Regions from separate parts of the Columba livia genome. Here region 2 is linked to region 1. A link is a contact called in public Hi-C data. All regions are on one chromosome and are shown on one strand. Each heading gives the region's core, a stretch centred on a gene start, on an enhancer-like site or on the middle of the called end of the contact. The rest is flanking DNA. Distances are from core to core; before and after follow the strand shown. Region 1 holds the start of SLC2A10 (solute carrier family 2 member 10). Region 2 holds the start of ZMYND8 (zinc finger MYND-type containing 8).

Region 1 (2,997 bases), core at 281-2,780:
CACGGTTTCAGTAGACTATATGTGGAAAGAATGTGGACACAACCACCAGACCATGGAAAGCTTTCCTCACCTTGCCTATGGGCTTTTTTCCCCTCACAAGTTGTCTTTAATAGGAAGTGTCTCTATTCAGCCTTTAATCATAGCTAGGAATAAAGGTTATTTCTCAGTGATGGCTATATTTATATTTATTCTGTAACCTCTGTGCTTCATTTGTGTTACTTATGCCATCCCAGTTACAGGCCAGTCCCTCCCGCCATGCTCTGTGACTACCTGCACTGCTTTTATTGCTCCTTGTACACGTTATGCAAATAATTAAAAAAAATATTTGCTCACTGAGAACAAAAGGCTTTGCATAAAGTGGACATGACATTAGTTTCAAGCCACAAACTCAATTAGACACAGCCAACTGTGCTGTAAATACCACAGCTGATTCCATCAGATTTTGCTGTATTTCTTGTTAACTTGATGAGGTGTAATAGTTTAAGAACTTTGATTGAAATCCAGCTTTGTGTATAGTCTGTTCTGATTTAGTTGGGGAACTTGAAGGCTCTTCAGATCCTTACATGAATACAGAAAGTCTGGTGAGTCTCGCGAGGAACTGCGCCAGGCGATTCCCTGCCGCGGCAAAACCCGGTCTGCCTGCCAGGACTGAGCAGTGACCAGTGCTGCTGACCTGGCCGAGGCTGGGCTGACTTTTGGACTGCTGAGGTCCCTGCTTGTCTACACCCATGCGAACAGGCAGTGCAACAGGCGCTGCTGCCGGCGGCACAGCTGTCGCTCCCCGGGGCTCTGCTCCCCGGGGCTCTGCTCCCCGGGGCTCTGCTCCCCGGGGCTCTGCTCCCCGGGGCTCTGCTCCCCGGGGCTCTGCTCCCCGGGGCTCTGCTCCCCGGGGCAGCCCCTTCCCCGCCGGTGCTCCTGGGACGGCCCCAGGGGCTCTGCCGCAGGAAACTACTTCTCTCTGTTTGCTGTGTTTGCTGCTGGGAGTGCTAAAAAAAACAGACAGGGGGCTGGTGAGGGTGGAGAATTGCAGTCCCAGCCTTTAGGAAAAGTTAAAAACTTTTTTTTTTTGGAAACTTTTTCCTGGGGCAGGACGCGCCCCTTCCTAACCCGGCTGTCCCGTCCCGAAAGGGGCTCGCTGCCCCCCTTCCGCCATCCCCGCCCCCCCGCCCGGCCGGCACTCACCCATGCTGGGGCTGAGCCTCGGCGCTCCGCGGCGGCGGGCGCGGGTGCGGGCGGAGCGGGGTCCGGCGGCGGGAGCGGGGCCGCGCAGCGCCACGTCGCTCTCGCCCTGCCTCCCGGCCGGGCTGCCTGGGGCGTGTAGTCGCCCTGCCCGCCCGTGCGGGAGCCGGGGGTGTCCCGGCAGGGTCGCCCTCGCCGGGCTGTGCTGCTCGGGCGGGCACCGCCCCGGGGAGCTGATGCAAAGGGCCGGGAAGACGGAGCGGAAGACCCGGGTGATGAGTGAGTCTGGCTCCGCCGCACCGTGACCCGGGGCTGGGCGTGTGAGCGCTCCGTGCAGTCCGGGTTTGGCCGCGCAGAGTGGCTGGGGACATTTTAGCAGGGGTATGTTGCTAATTGGTCTGGAAACGAGGACATGGCAGGATATGGCTTTGGTTGCTGGAATGACAGCTCTGTCCCCAGTGTCTAGCTCAGGGAAGGAATCTCTGCTCACTGACTGCAGACCCTCTCCCATGCAGAGCTTCACTCCTCTACACGAGAAAGCTTCTAGAAAGCCCCCAAGAGACTGACAGTTTGTTATAGTTCAGGTAGCTCGGCTGGAAAGCCACGGAAGCCAGCTGGGAAAGCAGTGGCCATTTCAAAGCTAAAAGAAAGAAAAAAGCAGCCTGAGTTTGCATTCTTAACTTTCTCTTGTGTGGAAAAGAAAGGATCAGTCTCTGGAGCTCATCCCCTTCCCCCAACATAGCGCTCTGCTAGGCAGAGCATTTCAGCATCCAGCTTCCCTTGCAATTCACATTCTTTTTCTGCTCAGTGGAACAGAATCCTTCCTGCTGCCTACTGCACAAAAGACACTGGGACTTGCACTTGGATGCAAGATATGTTTCCGAGTTTGAAACTAAACTCATGTATCTCAAAGTCCAGTTTGTAAAACAAAGATTTTACAAAGCTTGATATGCCTAGAAGTGCTTTCAAAACTCTTTAACACAATGCAAACATTCTGCCTCCGTTCTGTTCATGCAAACTGCAGTTACTGGGTGGGTTGCAGTGTGGTGAAGTACATGCGCTGTCCCGAAGCCTGCTGTATCACAGCTGGTATGCAGACAGGCGTAGGGAAGATGTGCTGCACCAGGCCTGGGGCTGAGCTTGCACGGCCTTCCCAGGGCCATGCCACAGGCTCTGCCACAGAAGGGCAGGTGCAAATGACCATAAACCTGCATTGTGAGCTGGTGCAAGACTGCAGGTAATGTTTTATCTAACCGCACAGTTATATCCATACAAGCTCCAGACCAGTGCCCTGTGGAGCCCATGCCGGTAGAGCATCTTGCTGCAGTACAGGACCAGGTTGGGGAAGGCATGCACCAGTGACCATCGTGCCTGTGGTGCGGGCACAGCCCTCTGACACAGGCAAAAGTAAACAGGTTGGATGAAGAATGAGGAACACTTGATATTTCTCTGAAAGAGCTTTTTCAGTCATTAATTCAATGGGACATTGAAATATTTAAAGAATCATGATTCTTCTATGCAGGGGAATATCCATCACATCTCTGCTCTGGAGAGAAGTGGTGCCAACTCTTTTTTTTGATGGAACTCATAGTCTTAGGATGCTTGAGATGGACAATACCGGATCATGCATATAATTTCAGCCTTAGTCTGTTGGATACCTGGCCTGCAACACAGGCAGCAGTTGATAAAAGGTTTTGCTTTTGTTTCTTCTCAAAGACATAGTGAATATTAAAAGTGTTTCAATAATCTGCCTGGTTTATAGATTAAATTAATGCCTCCTATTCATATGCCCTAGTTTCAGTGGAAATACAGTATTTG
Region 2 (2,700 bases), core at 132-2,631, 240 kb before region 1:
ACTCCAATCTGATCCTAATGTTTTCTCAGTTAAAAAAAGGCCAATGGAAGCACTGAATCTTGTCATAAATAGGGGTTTATTAACAAAAACATATATATAAAAAATAACCTGATAGTGACCATTGAAATAACAAGGCATCCAAATGATAGCTCTGCAGTGTCAATCTTTCACATCACAGTCTTCGGTCAAGTGTTGCCTTCTGACACTCACTTGTATCTCACACTGGGTTTGATTTTCTTATTCTTGGTGATGCTCTCGCCTTCTCATTTTGCTGCTCCATTGACAACACTGTAATTTTAAATTGAATTACAATAAACAAACACATACTTTTGCTTCACACACAAAAAGTATAGAAACTAGACCAGGAAAATTAAAAAAAAAATAAAAAGACGAATCAAAAACGTTAAGTATTTGCTTCAGTTGAAACTAACTCGGAGTTTTTCAAACAGAGAGCTAAAGGAAAAAGCACATAGCCACAACAAACAGGTAAAAACCGACTCTGCTTTAAGCAAGAGGGCCTGAGGAGCTTTATAATTCAAGAGGCCGGAACTGAGTAAAAGTTGGAGTTTATGGGAGGGTGCTAGGAATGAAACGTGCAGAAATGATGACAAATGGGTCAAGAAAAGAGCAGCAATCTGACAGAAGATAGGAGGGGGGTTGCACGGTGGGAGCGGGAGCTGGCAAAGACAGCTCAGCAGGGAAGGCACTAGGGACTCTGAACTGAGGCAGGACAGAAGACAACCTGCTGCACTCGAAACGCAGGGACGGGAGAGTGTCCGGGCAGGGTGTCACGGAGTTAGGCCTCGGGGTAGAGAAAAAACAGGGACAAAACCCTAGAGGGGAAAAAGGCAAAAGGCCGATGAAGGGGACGCGGAGCTGCTCGGCAGGGAGGTCGAGGCGAGCGGGACGGCTGTACCGGGGAAGCTCCGGGACCAAGGGCGCCGGCTGCCCCACGGCAGGACCAGGTGCTGCGCGACTCGGCAACCCCCGGCCAGTACCGCAAACATGAGCCCCAGCAGAAGGCCCATCGCCAGGCAGGGCGCGATGTCCACACGGCTCTGAACGACCAACTCGTAGCTTCACACCCGTGGGCTCTTGTTTTGCCTTTACCTCACGCACCGTGAACAGCGCGGGCTAGATAGGCCCACCTCTTTCGAGTTTCGGCCAATCCAGCTTAAGAGTGCTTATGACTGACAGTCCTGGCAACTAATCGCGAGGCGGGCTGGAAGAGCGGTTTCTGAGAAGGCGGTGTTTTGGGGCAGGTGGGTACCTGCGCAGGGAGAGAGGGTCCGATTTGAGAGATACAGTCTTCTACCCAATCCCATGTGCGAGTGGGCGGGGCGGGCCCTCGTGGGCGGGGCTTGGCTTGTGGCGCGGGCGGGCGGGGCGCTGGGGCGGTTCCAGGCGCTGAAGCGGCTGCCGGCGCAGCGTCTTCGCGGAGTGAGCCCGTTTAGTTCGGTTCGGTTCGGTTCGGTTCGGTTCGATTCGATTCGATTCGATTCGATTCGGCCTCTGTGAGGTCGTGCTCGCCGCGGTTCCAGTGGCGGCCAGGTAGCTCTGTTTTCTTAAAGCTTATGCGACACGCTGGTCGGTCTGTTCTCCTCATGAGTCCCAGGGCTGCGGCCCGTCTATGTGGTGAGAAGTGGCTCCTCATCCTCCTCTATAGCCTGAGCCGAGCTCCCTCACCTGCAGCTAGACAATACCACAAAAGCTGCTGAGAAACTCCTTTCCCCACCGTTAAAATACAGAGAAAGGGGATTCGGAGTGCTTTGAAGTCCTAGAAATGCAGACATTTGCCTGTCTGCTGGGTCTGGCTGGAATTTGGGGGGAAAACCATGCTAATTAGTAAAAATAAAAAGTCAATGAAAGAAAGATTGGAGGCTAGGGGGTAGCATGGAATCCCAGAGAACAGGATTGGAAGAGAAAAATAAAAACTGGGTTCCATCTGGCAGGCAGGTGTCCCCCCTGCTCTCCCGAGGGGCCTCGGCTGCCCCAGTGAGCAGGGTCCCTCTGGATCCCATTGCCGATGGGATTTAATACTCAGCCTGCTACTAAGTGTTGTTCATTTGTCCATCTACTATCTAGAAAACAAAATGAAATTGTTTTTTACAGAGTTCTAGAAATCAACCAGAGATCTGCTTGACCACACAGAAAGAAGTACCTAAGAATGGCTCCTTTATTTTGTGCTTCAGTTGAACAAGATTAGCTAATTCAGATTTTGAGTAAATTCAGAGAAGAAGAAAGATCCAGCCATTGTCATGAGGTAAGTAAACTCAGTTTAAAAATCACAAGGCAAACACATTCAAATTGGCTATGTGATTTCCTTTTGTGTGTTAAAAGACCACCCATGACTGGGATTTTTAATTTATTATTTTATTGGGCTTTGTATAAACTATTTCTTGACACCACTACCTCTGAAAAACAAAACAAACCCTGTGTTAAGAACACACAGAGTAGTTCGTATAATTGGGACAGGGGAAGTGAAGCAAGTATGGATTTGTGCCTCTGCCCTGTAATTAAAATGCTCAATCGGGACAATACATCAAAAAACCTTTTACAATAAAACAGCAGTTGAAGTAATTTTACTGCAATATGTAATTGAATCATAATTGTAGATCATCAACAAAGGCAGAAAAGGAACAGGTACTAGACTTTAGGTAGCATATAAGAGTGAAAAGCTATCTTGCTGTTTTGTGAAAA

The links. A called contact is a pair of places that touch in the nucleus more often than the background predicts.
Region 2: a contact with region 1 is called in a Hi-C map of crop, with 6 times the contacts expected there. The contact joins the promoter of ZMYND8 here to the promoter of SLC2A10 in region 1. A contact is called at or near these places in 2 of 2 Hi-C or Micro-C datasets (crop and liver).

The regions. Positions count from the first base shown.
Region 1 is chr16:97,137-100,133 of bColLiv1.pat.W.v2, reverse strand. SLC2A10 (solute carrier family 2 member 10) reads right to left here and starts at 1,530. Exons shown (of 5, transcript XM_065031696.1): 1 at 1,183-1,530. The coding sequence starts at 1,186. All of the region lies in intron 9 of LOC110358998 (a long non-coding RNA gene), which reads left to right.
Region 2 is chr16:341,091-343,790 of bColLiv1.pat.W.v2, reverse strand. ZMYND8 (zinc finger MYND-type containing 8) reads left to right here and starts at 1,381. Exons shown (of 22, transcript XM_065031715.1): 1 at 1,381-1,551; 2 at 2,113-2,263. The coding sequence starts at 2,259. LOC110358999 (a long non-coding RNA gene) reads right to left here and starts at 1,236. Exons shown (of 2, transcript XR_002413863.2): 1 at 917-1,236; 2 at 58-288.